Regions from separate parts of the Gossypium arboreum genome. Here region 2 is linked to region 1. A link is a contact called in public Hi-C data. All regions are on one chromosome and are shown on one strand. Each heading gives the region's core, a stretch centred on a gene start, on an enhancer-like site or on the middle of the called end of the contact. The rest is flanking DNA. Distances are from core to core; before and after follow the strand shown.

The links. A called contact is a pair of places that touch in the nucleus more often than the background predicts.
Region 2: a contact with region 1 is called in a Hi-C map of leaf, with 4 times the contacts expected there. The contact joins the enhancer-like site here to the promoter of LOC108480823 in region 1. A contact is called at or near these places in 3 of 5 Hi-C or Micro-C datasets (all in leaf).

What each region holds. Positions count from the first base shown.
Region 1 is chr1:114,926,437-114,933,294 of ASM2569848v2, forward strand. LOC108480823 (protein yippee-like At5g53940) reads right to left here and starts at 1,484. Exons shown (of 6, transcript XM_053030801.1): 1 at 1,167-1,484; 2 at 400-443; 3 at 59-245. The coding sequence starts at 1,262.
Region 2 is chr1:114,962,394-114,969,062 of ASM2569848v2, forward strand. No RefSeq gene overlaps it. Among protein-coding and RNA genes, the nearest start is that of LOC108482394, 10 kb to the right of the region's middle. Within about 2 kb of position 3,713, at least 1 of the 2 cell types and tissues checked has an H3K27ac peak or open chromatin away from gene starts, as enhancers often do. A contact at or near this core is called in leaf, where this site is marked.

The sequences.
Region 1 (6,858 bases), core at 234-2,733:
GTCAATCTTGAATTATCTGAAAATGTGTGTGTGTGTATGTGTTTAAGACGGGAATTACGTATTTCCAGCCAACAATTTGTCCACAACAGCAGCAAAATATATCAGCCACAGTATGCATTCCAGATAACATCACCCTCTCTTCCAAGGCTCCAACTGTTATGTTCACCCTGGAGAATGGAATTCTAAACAATAAGCGATTCAAAGCTTCAAATGTCGCGCACTTACGAGACTTTGAAGATTCATTGCTTTTGTAAAGATCGTGATGGTGTAATAGGAAAATTTCAGTATTGCACAGCCAAGAATAAGGTATGAGATCCGGATAACCAAATGAACATTCCATTAAAGAAAAAGGGAAAAGAAATCAGTCAAGCAATCTTCGAAGAAACTATGAGATCTTACGCATTATTGAAGAGGTAGGCTTTCCCCCGGCGACAATGGAAAGACTGAACAAATGGAGAAAATTCGAAAGAAGTTGTTAGCATGGAGTACAACTATGCATTGCATACTGTTAATATCAAAATTTAACGACACATAATTGATACATCAAACTAAAGCTCATTGGAAAAGCAAATAAACCTTCAGGTTTAGTAATTTTAAGAACATAATTTTAAGAACATAAAGGCTCTTAGCTAAGGCATAAATGATTGCATCAACCCAAGAAATTTCCCAATCTTAAAAGAGGATGAGGTCTTTTGGTGAAACTGTTGTTATGTCCATGAGTTCCACATTTGTGATTTTAAATCAACAGAGACAAATCAAGTTCCTAATTGACAAGTAAATGGAATCCTAATCTTTACTGAAATTTCACATTTTCCCCCAATTCCCCAAAATCCTAAACTGTGAGGTTCTCCTATTTAATCTTCCCTTAAATGGCAACTACATTTGCACAAAACACACATATTCATTTCACAACCTATCATCAACAACCTATCATAAAACCAATAGTACTGTTATTGATCATGTTTCTAGTGTTACCTAGCTAAAGACAACAGGATCCAAACATCAAAAGTTGTCAACTTTAAGCTTTCTTTCATCAATAATAACTACAAGAACCAACTTTTACTACCAAAACATAATTTTTAGATGATAACTGCAAAACAAATGGCTCAGAAATGAAAAACCCAGAAACACAAAGGAGATAAAGAGAAGAAAATGAAAGTTGGTACCCTGGAAACAAGATCATCAGGGAGAGCCAAGTGAGTTCTACAAAACTTGCATCTATAAGACCTTCCATCAAGCTCAACCACAAATATCCTTCCCATTTTCCCTCTATATATATATATATTCTTTTTTTTTTCTTTTTGTTCTTTACACTGCTATGGCAAAATCTTGGATTCTAGTTTCTACGATGGAGAAAAGGTATTAAAAGAAATTGTGGAGGGGTGGGGATTAGATGACATAATAGGGGTGATGATGACAAAATGATACGTGGTGATAATGATTGTGGGAGTTTTGGGGTAAAGCCCATGAAAGGGTTCAACTGTGGTTAAGTACTTAAGTTGAATTGGGCTTTTGTCAATCAAGTTTAATTCTAGATCCATGACCAAGAATCAAACAAAAAGGATAATAAGTCCATCTCTAGTAAGAGATTAAATTTTCATAAACAACTTGCTATAACTGTAAAATTTTTGGCATTTTTCATTCAAAGTTCTTTTCTTTTATGATTTAGTTTCCCTTTTTTTGGTGAATTTATTTTAATAGAATCTGGGTTGGAAGCTTTGGTGAAAATTTTGACGGTGGAGTTAATTTTAAAAAAAAATTAAAATGTTTAAAAAATTCATATAAATTAATTTGTAATATTAATATTCAATATGCTAATATATAATATGACTAAATGTAAAACCAATCATATTATTGTTTTCATTAAAGTTTTTGAGGTCAACATACAATTAGCTCAAGTGTTGGAGTGGACTGCTTTCTCAAGGATTTGGATTAAGATCGAATTTTGATGATAGCATTGTTAGGAGGCTTTACTTGAATGCCATTCTCGGCACAAACAGAACTAATATCATATCGTAAAATAAATGAGAACTCCTACAATTATATTAGAGAATAAGTTTTTATGATGCCAATATATAACTAGTAGTTTTTTTCATAAAAAATAAAAGTCACTTGAGTGCTTTTTTGATACTACGATAGTGCCAATATATCAAACACAATATGAACACAAATACAAGATTGACGACAATCACACTAGCTAACGATAATATCTAAGCGAAAGTGCTATTTTTAATAATATTCAAGAAATTTAATATTAAAAAATAACCGATTGTAATCCTTTTAAAGATTGTATTAATCAATCTTTAAAACCAATGTTAATAATATTACTCAAAATATTGAAAAACCATCCTAATAATAAAACAAAGCCATAATATTATAAAATTAATCAACAAAGTTTTTAAAAGAAAAGAAAAAGAAAACACATTAGTATTTGATTAACTTTAAATTATTTTTAAAAATTATTTTTTAATCTTTCATAGTATATGTTAAAAGTATAATTAAGTTGGTAATATCATCAACCGAATTCAAATTTAATTATAAAATTATTAAAATTTTATTATTTAAAAGGAATAAATATTGCTTTAAAAATATTTTTATTTTTTATATAAATGAAATTTTGTTATTAATACACTAAAAAACATCAATAATAATGCAATATACAAAATGCTTTTTTAAAAACAATAATAATGTAAGAAAAGGATTTGAAAATCAATAATATACAAAATGATTTTTTAAAATAATAATATATGACAAAATCTAGAATAAGTAATGTATATACATATATAAAAACAAAATAAATCACATGAAGAAAAGTTTAAACATAATAATAAATAATAATAATAATGATAATGACAGTAATAATACAAATAAAAACAATAGTAATAGCAATAATAGAAATAATAATACTCAAAATAATAATAAAAATAATAATAAATATAAGACTCAAATTAATTAATTGTATAGTAAAATGGCAAAAATAATCGAAAAGGGACCACATTGAATTGAAAATGGAAGTTTTGGGGCCAAATTAGAAATAAAAGAGAGGGGAGGGATCGAATTAAAACACACGCAAAATAGGAAGGGACCAAGAAAACAAATACCCCTTTCCTCTAAATGCACCGTTGCCAGGGGGGACCAATTTGAAATTGCAGCAAACCCGTGAGGCAAATTTAGAAATACAAATAACTTTAATTGTAAAATCATAAAAAATAGGAAGGACCAAACTGGGAAATAGACCATCGCTTAAAAAACACACGGATCTCCTAGCGGGTTGAGTCGGTCAGACGGGCAAGGCTCAAAACGTCACCGTTTGGGGGTATAGAAAAATAGGCCAAAACGACGTCGTTTTGGATCCCCTATATAAGTCAAATTTTCCTTTAAAAAAAATCATTTCACTTTCTTTTTTTTTTTTAAAAAAACTTTAGCATCCTCTCAACTCTCTCCCTTCCCTCTAAGCCCGGCCATGGCTCTGACGCCGGAAAAAGGAAAACCCCCTCTTTTAAGCCCTTTTTTCGAATAAAGCCTAGCTTTGGGGTGTTTTAGCCAAAAATCGAAAAGAAAAAAGAGATAAAAGCACAAAAGAACCCCTCGATCTAGGTTTTTTTTTAAGAAAAAAAGGTTGCCTTTCATCGGAGGTGACGACCTCGGCCACTCTCAGTGGCAAAATTCGAAGCAACGGGTAAGCTTCTCCCCTCTCTTTCTATTATTATATATGCACTAATAACAGTAACTAAAATATAAAAAATCACCTTTAGGGTTTTTGTATTAAATTTCTCTGAGTATATTTGTGTATGCAAAAAAAGTCCCCAATACAATCATTGTTTGGGCTTTTTATAGCTAAAAGAGAAAGGAACAAAAACGAAAACTTCTTTGCTGTGCTGTCCTTCTTTTTGCGTTTGCTTGCAGGTACGTGGGCGAGCATGCCACTGACGTGGCGTGGTGGAGCGGCGCACGACGCGGAGGAGTGGCGTTCGGCACACGAGGGAGGCGTAGGCAACCAACCTAGGTGCGGTACACCTAGGGTTTTCTGTTTTTGCTGGTTGTGGGTTAGTGCTAGGTGGGCTAGGGTTTTGGGCCTAGGTCTTTAGTTTGGGTATTTAATTTGGGCTGTAATTTTGGACTAGTTTAGTTATTTTGGACTTTGTTTTTTTATTTGGTTTTGTTTTTGGGCCCAAGTTAAAATTGGGCTCTACAGCTGCCCCTCTTTGCTTGTTGTCATGGAACGAGAATGGAGCAAAGACTTTAAAAGGGCCAATTTTGCCCGGTCTTACTAGTCTTGACTTCTTGATACTTCTTTTCCTCACGTAGCCTTGCTCTAGTCCACTGTATCTTCAGGGGTACGAAAATTATTGCTTCTGTCCATTCAAATGTAATTTCAGGGAAAAAATATTTGTAGTTTCGATCTACTCCACTGGAACTTCAAGGAGAATGGAACTGGTAATTCCAGCCTGCTCCACTGCAACTTCAGGGAGATAAGGTTGGATATGATCTGTTTATTTAGCTTCAATCTGTTCCTCTGCATCTTCAGGGAAATAAAATCCACTATCTTCAGTCTGCTTCACCGCAACTTTTAGAGAGATAAGACTTGTAGCTTAGATCTGCTTCATTGTCGCTACATGGAGATAAGATCCACCGTCTTCGATCTGCTCAACTACTGCTTAGGGAGATAAGATCTGCAATTTTCAGTCTGCTCCACTACAACTTCAGGGATAAGACTTGTATCTTGAGCCTGCTCCACTGCAACTTCAGGGAGATAAGTCTGGTGGCTTAAATCTGCTCCATTACCGCTACATAGAGATAGGATTTGCCATCTTCGACCTGCTCCACTACTGCTTAAGGAGATAAGATCTGCAACTTTCAGTCTGCTCCGTTACAACTTCAGGGAGATAAGACTGTATCTTGAGCCTGCTCCACTGCAACCTCAAGGAGATAAGGCTAGTGGCTTAAATCTGCTCCATTGCCACTACATGGAGATAAGATTCGGCGTCTTTGACCTGCTTCACTACTGCTTATGGAGATAAGATCTGTGAATTCACCGGTATTGCTACACCGTCCTCTAGGTGACATGACCTGTAGACTCGATTTCATATGCCTATGTTTATGCCAAATGATTAGGATGCTATGATCAGAATGAATCAAATGCTTCGAACCAAAATGTGATATGAATGATATGAATGTAGAAATGTCATGAGAATGATTCCTTTTTAAATGTTTATAGTGTCATCACTCGTTATTCACCAGAGCTTTATCACCGACATATTATGCTGTCTTTTTTACTCAGCTAGTATCTTCGATAGAAAATCATCTTCTTCAATCCAACCCACTGCAACTCAAGGGTATAGGATTTCAATCCTTCCATCAATTTGGTCTATTACACCATTCCTCGGGTGTTATGACCAGATGTGTACACCCGATATTTGCATGAAAGAGGAATATCATTTCTCTTTTCTCAAGAATGATCCCCTTTTATACTTGAGTTGATCTCGCTCGTTTCCGTTATTGACGCGATATCTTATCTTCTTGTTCAACCGATATCTTTAACTGAAAATTCGAAGAGATAATCTCAATTTGGACTTAAATATTTTGAACCCTTAAGTTGGGTAAGTTCTAAACAATAGTCATGTTTCAGGTTCCTGCACAGTTTATAAACTTCTAGAGTAATAGACAAAACTCCTTTTGTGAAAATGTTATTAGTCCATTAATCCTTATTTCAATACGAGCGCTTGAGAAAAATTATAAAGATAAACAAAACTAAAATTTATTAGGAACAAAATTCAAAAAGAATGGATTAATCAAAGAAAGTAAACATTGCCGAAATACAAAAATAGGAAAAGGAAACAAATAAGTGCCCCAGATATCGTAGCCTGAGCTTCTCTGTACGAACTCTTCGAGGACCATTTTGACCTTATCATGTGCATGGGAGATCTAAAGTACTTCGTCGATGCCCCAAAATGTAGCATACTTCCTCTTCGTTAATTCAAGCAGAGCAAGACTACCACATGCCTCATCTTCGATCGAAATTTGAACTCCCTTTTCGGGTTTTTAATTTAAAACTCCTTTGGTCTCAATGCGCCCTTTACGGGTTTTTACCTCGGCCTCTCCTTTTTTATTTTTTTTAGGCGCCCTTCGCAGGTTTTCACCTTAGTCTCCTTTTAAGTGAAGTACCTTTTAACTGAATCCGAATTTATTGGGTTAGGCAGGCTCCTACCATCCATCTCCGTTAATATCAACGCTTCTCCAGAAAAAGCCTTCCTTACCACATAAGGCCTTTTCCAGTTTGGCATCCATTTCCCTTTAAAATCTTTTTGCATAGGAATGATCTTTTTTTAATACCAAGTTCCCCTCATGAAATACCTTAGGGAAAACCTTTTTATTGTAGGCTCACATCATTCGCTTCTGATACATTTGTCCATGACGAATAGTTTTTAGCCTCTTTTATTCAATCAAGTTCAGCTGATTATATCAAGATTGGATCCATTCTGTTTCGTCCAGCTTCAACTCTGATAAAACCCGAAGAGAAGGAATTTCAACTTCAATGGGCAAAACTGCCTCCATCCCATAAACCAATGAATAAGGTGTTGCCCCAGTAGAAGTTCTGATAGATGTTCGATAGGCATAGAGAGCAAATGGTAACTTTTCATGCTAATCCTTGTAGGTCTCAGTCATTTTCCCCATGATTTTCTTGATATTTTTATTAGCTGCCTCAACTGCACCATTCGTTTTTGGGGGATATGGTGACGAGTTGTGGTACTTAATTTTGAACTGATTCAGACCTCCACTATCACACTGTTATTCAAATTTAACGTGTTCTCGGATATGATCCTTTCTGGCATGCCATATCGACATATGATCTCCTTC
Region 2 (6,669 bases), core at 2,463-4,962, 38 kb after region 1:
ATATGTTTAAATAAAATATTTCTATATTAAATCATATGGGTATATGTTAATAGTTTAATATTTTTATTATCGTGTAAATAGCCCATCCACAGCCAATATATTAGAGAAATAGGAATTATTAATAAAATATATAATTTATCCGAACTTATAGCTGCCATGCCACAATGTGTTCTGCTGTAATAAGTTCCAAAAAATCCACGTGTTGAGAAGTAGCAAAGAGTCAAAAGAGGGTGGCGTTTGCTAACGGCGATTGAAATGGTGATTTGGCTAACGGCGATTGAAATGGTGATTTGGCCGTTGCTTTGTTTTGTGAATGTCCATATTAACGGAAAAGGTACTCAACAGTGACGACGAATATTTATTTGTTGAATGTTTGGTCGATATCACTAGGGGAGGTGTTTCGGTCTCAATCATCTCATGCCGTGTGGGACGGATCTTGTACACTCTTGAAATATATTTATTTCCCTATTTTAATCTTGGTATAATTGTCAAAAATACTCTCAATGTTTATGGATTTTTGGGTTTGAGCCCTTAACTTTTTTTTAGATTGACACCCTCAATGTTACGATTTTTTCAAAAATCAATCAAATTTTAACAGTAAACATGAGCTGGCTGTTAATCAAACTGCAGGTCATAGATGATGTCATCTATAAAATTTTTTTTTTTTCATTTTGCTTTAATCTTCTTTGTTCTTATCCTTTTTCTCCCTTCTCCTCTAGTTGCTATTGCCATTTTGTCCAACCCCCACTACCGTCGCCACCTTCTCTCTCACTCTTCACTGTCCCAACCCCCACCACTGCTCCCTTCCCTTTCACTCCTCACCATCGGTCTCATTACGAACGTCCCAAAAAGAGGAATAAAAGTTATTGGGTAAGAAATGTTGGTTCCTAGTTCTCTAGGGTTCGACATCGTTGTTTTGGTGTCCCTACTTGTTGTCTTTTTGATAACTCGACATAAATTGAGGAATGCAACGACAAGGATAGAGGAAGTTACGAGGTTACGCGAGATGGTCTCTCGTGAAACTGCCTATATGGAAGCTCAAGCCGCCGTGGAGTGCAGTTACTATTCCAAGCTCCAATTTTATGTTTGCTTTGCCCTTACCACCACTCGTTGTTCTCAGTGCAAATTTGTTTGTTACTTGTTCGTTTCTATTTTTCCCCTCTTATAGATAGATTTAATTTTTGACCTAATTCATGCAAATAAAAATGAAATTGGGGGGGGGGGGGAGAGGGTTCTTTATGATGGTTGTTAGAGAGTAGGAGCAACTGAATTAGTTTTGAGAATTTATACTTAAGAGTAATTGTAGCTGTTGAAGATGAATTGGATAGTGAAAATAAAAAGTTACTTCGACTTTGAAAGGAGAATTGTGGGATAAATAAAGTCTTGAATTTTGATGGAAAAATGATTGGGTTTTCACATTGTAGTTGTCTTCTTCTAAGCATTATTGGCAGGAGTGGTATTGTGGTGAGATCGACGGTGAGAAGTGAGGGAAGGGAGCAGTGGTGGGGGTTGGACACAACAACGACAACAGTTAGAGGGGAAGAGAGAAAAAGGAGAAGAACAGACAAAATGAAAAAAAAAAAAGAATTTTGTTTTTATAGATGACATTATCAATGACTTATGTGGTTTGATTTATGATCATCCCAGGTTTATCGTTAAAATTAGACCGATTTCTGAAAAAATTGTAACATTGAGTGTGTTAATCCTAAAAAAAAAAAAGGGGGATAAGGGCTCAAACTCAAAAACCCATAACATTGAGGGTATTATCAACAGTTACGCCTTTAATATTTAATTTTCCTTTTCCAATTTAATGCTTAAAGTACTCTCATTTCTTAATTTAATATTTAAAATATGCTTATATTTTTAATTTATTTTTAACTGACATTAAAAAAATCAAATGTATATAAATATTAAAAATCTAAATATATAAAATTTCAAATATATATAACTAGAAAAACATATAAATTATTAAAATTAATATAAAATGAAAATAAATTAGTTGAAATTAATAATATTATAAAATGTAAAAAATTAAAATTATAAAATTCTGTAAATTTTTTTAAAATTTTAAAATTTATTAAAAATATTAAAAAGTTGTAAAATCTATTTAAAAACTTGAAAAAATTAAAAATTTGTTAAAATCATTAAAAATTTAAATGGTTAAAAATTGTAAAAAAATATTTAAAGATTATAAGAATTTTAAAATTTATTATAAATTTTACAATTTTAAAGAAAAATAGAAATTGGAAGATACCAGAATAAAAAGAAATTATCAAATTATTATCCCAACATAACATAAAAAAAAAAGGATTAGGACATGAGTGATGTGTTTTTAAGGAATGATAGAAGAGATGATTAACAAAAACATTAAAATAAATCCCATAAATAATCAGATCAACCTCAAAATAAAATTATTGCTTCCAAAATGATTATTTCATTTCAAGATAGATTATACTTGCTTACAAATAAATAATAAATAAATGTCAGCTCAAAACAATCATATTTTGATATTGCATCTGCCTAAAATTAGGAGTGAAACCAAAATTGTTGATAGAGAGGGTCGAGATATTTTATAACTACTTTTAAAAATATATTTTTAAATTTAGGACAATCTTAAATTTAAGAAAAACAAAACAAGTTAAATGCCCAATTTGAATTAAATATTATAATTTATAAGCTTATCTTTTACCTAATTAATATTTAGATACCGCTATACTTAGATATTGTAATTATTAGACATTATTTTTACCTAATTAATATTTAGATACTATTTTATACTAGTTTAACAAATTAAACTAAAAATGTTACTAAATTTATCATAAAATTATAAATTCTATAAAATAAATCACATTAAAAATCTTTGAAAATTTTTAGGGTAAACATAATTTTTTAACATTAATTATTATATCAAAATAAAAAAATTTAAAACCTAAAGGAGCTTAAAGGAAATTTCACAAAAATTAGGGAGGCAGGACAGCTGTTAGCCCTAAATTCGCCTTTACCTAAAATGATTAAAGTAATCACACAATTACTTAAAAAATATTATTAATAATATATTTTTAACAAAAATAATAATATTTTATGAAAATATAAATGGTTGACTGATTAATAAAATAACTTTAGCTTTATCCAATAATGCATTTAGAATCAACAAGGAGAAAGGAAAGTTTTATATTTTATATTTTTATAATTTTATAATTTTTATATGTTTAATTATTTCATGTATATATATATATATATGAAGAGTTTATATATGATTTTATAAAGTATTATTAATTTTAACTATTTTTCATTTTTGTAATTTTATTTTCATATTATATTTATAATTTATACGTATTTCTAGATTATATATAACTTTTTCTAAAATTTTATATATTTATTAATGTTAATATTCATTTGGTAAAAGAAAATACTTATTTTTAAAAAAAACGACACGTGATGCCATGTGGTTGACCATAAATATTTTTAAAGTATGTTAAAATTAACTGAAAAATATGACGGAGAATATTTTAAATATTAAATTAGAGAAAAAAAGTTATATACCAAAAAAAAAAAAAAAGAGTACATTTCAACTCTCAAATCGTAAATTAAGCCTTCTTCAAGCCTTCGCTTGAATGCTGATGTTGGGTTTCGTGAGACCAATGAGATCTAAGGGCTAGAAGTAGTTTCGGTGTATGATTGTGATATAGACACGTTGATGGACTAGGCTGATGGTTGGACCATAGATGCTGGGCTTCTAGTTGGCAAGGTAGGGGTGTTGACTCACCAATTACGTGGTGAGACAAGGCCGGCAAGCAATCGTCTTTGACGAAATGAGACGAACATTTAATTTGTTGAGACAAGGCAGTTGTTTCTTACATTAAGAAAGACCCGAGGAAGGAAAATACTCCTAAATTATTCATTATGTCTTACGAAGTTTTTTTTTTTTTCCAAATTATGTATTTTTTTAATTAGGATAAAAATTATTAGTAAGGGTAAGAAGTTGATTAGATTGAGATTGACTTTTAAGCGAGAAATTTATTTTTTAAGTAGTTGATCAAGTTTACTTTAAGTAGGACTGAACTTGTTGAAGGTTGTTATCCTATCATATTTCAAGTAGGATAAAAATTATACATAATCTATAAAGTAGGTTGCTATATCCCACAACAGAGTGTACTTTTTATTGGTGTTTTTTTTATAAAATTTTAAAAGTTGGTTATTATGTATTATACCTTTTACTTTGCCATTCATTGAAGAGTTAATCTTGATTGTATTGTGAAGTTTTGTGGAGAGATTTTGTGACAATTTAGGTTCGACTTTGGGGTTGCAATTATTCATCGTGAGAAGGTAGATTGGGCTTAAGTCAATAGTTGTACCAAATGAATTAGTAAATAAAATCATTCTCTGAACAATGTTACATATACGTAGGATTGGTGAATCCAAACTATATTAATAAAGTTCGTTTGCATGTTCTTTATTTGTTTCAATTTTTTATTACTCTACTCATAAGATTTGAGTCATATTCTCTGTTCTAACAAAAGATAAAACAAAATTGTTTGGAATAGTTGCAAATCAAGTTATCTCAATTGGTATGAAAGCTTAACTTCAAACATACTTTAAAAGGATCCTAACTATGGTTTGCAGTAATGCAATCCAAAAAGAAATGTCACTCTGTCTCACGTCCATCTTTGGTAATTGAAGTGCAAGATTGAAGTAGGGACAATGATGTTCCTTTCAATAGCTTTGAGAAAGTTTACTCATTAATGATGGATATCTGAAATCAATTGTGTCAATTAAATCAAGCCCTGGAGGATGAAAATGTTTGAATCAAAAGTGAACATTTAAATCTTGTGGAGACAATCAAGGAAAAAGATAATTTGATTATTGATCTTAATAAAGTTAAAAAGATGCTTAACGGAATTATCAAAGAAAAGGATAGGATGATTGCTAAAACGGATGCAACCTTAAAAAAAAGAGCAAGAGTTAAATGATGTAAAAAAATATGAAAACTAAATTGATGGTATCTCAATCGCTAGAAGATTTGAACCTAGTCGTCGTGAACTTGGTAAGAAACTTATATTGCCGAACATATTATATCTCATTGTCACAAGTTGATGAATGATCAAAGATGGAGAAAGACAATGAACGCTCAATCTAATGTTGAAACAATTGATCAAATAGTACCTAGATAGCAACATATATGTAATAAGGAGAAAGGAAAATTTGTATGTCATTATTGCGGGGTAGCTGGACACATTAGTCCTTATTGTTATAGAATGATGTGTGATTGGAAGAAATTCAAGACTATTGTAAAAATTGTTACAACAGTGAATGCAACAAGGAGATCACGAAAAAGGGTGATTTGAATGAGAAAAGATCAATTACGTTGTAGCTATGAAGACCAACAAGTCACTTATGCTTAAGTGAAACATAAGGTTGCAACTCATGAAAATTATATTGAAGAGATATCGAATATAAAACATACTCCATTTAAATTTCATGAAAAAAATTATTTTTATTCAACGAACAACAACCTTAATTTGTTGAATATATAGCACATCATCCCCTTGAAAAAAACTTGATGCAAACATACAAGAGGAGAATGAAGTAATGAGGAGCATAACAATGGTGTAAGTAATTATGCTATTGGTCTTTGGTTTCATTTTAAGATTTTTGCTTATACATTGGTTCAGTTATGGTTGATTTAAATTATCCTTGATTTGTGAAATTAAGGCTATATTTTTGGAGAGATATATCTTGATAAAACGATGTATTTATTATTTCGAGGAGAGTAGCGGTGTTCAATTAGATTTTTGTTATTTATTTGGCTAGAGTTATTTGAGACAAGGATGAGATCGATGAGAACAATGACTGTTTGGAAGATCAAACTGAAGCAAACATGGCTATGTTATAATAGAGATTGGAACAAACCTTAACTGATATGGGGGAGAAGATGGCAACAACAAATGTTTATGTTAATACAGCTGTTGGTTGATGTCCTTGCTGGTTGGAAGTTGTGGTGAATTTATTTTGCTTGGTTTTGTTCTTAAACCTTGTTACTTTGTTGGATGTTTATGCACTTTGCTGAAATGATTTAAAGAATATCATATGGTGAGGAGGAGCCTATTTGACACTATTGCCATAAAGGGGAAAAGATTGACAGCATTTATACTTTGTGAGCTGTTTGATGTTGCTGATTACTAAATTGATTGGTGGTGGTGCTTAGCTAAGCAGGGTGATGATTTGATGACTCAAGGTATAGGGAGTTCCTAAGCATGATACTTGGTAATGCACTTTCTTAGGGGGAGTTATAATTTAGTTCCCTTATTTGTGTATTAATCATTTGCTTCATGGTTTTATCAAATGTTAAAAAAGAGGGAGATTGTTAGAAATTTTGACTGCTGTTTGTATTGTTTCATGTCTTGCTCGAACAACAATTAGAACAATGAATTTACTGTAGTCAAAGTATATATTGTTTTGTTGACAATTTTGACTTGTATAAAGATAATATTGGTTATTTATATTAAGCAGTGAATGGAGGATGTGTCAAACATATTTTTATGAACAATAAAACTAGATTTAAAAGAGTTTTAATTCTCTTTTATGTATTGGCATGGTTGAAGGAATTAAAAGAGTTCAACTTTGACTATAATTCTATATTGCTTTCTTAAAGGGTAAGAATCTTATCGG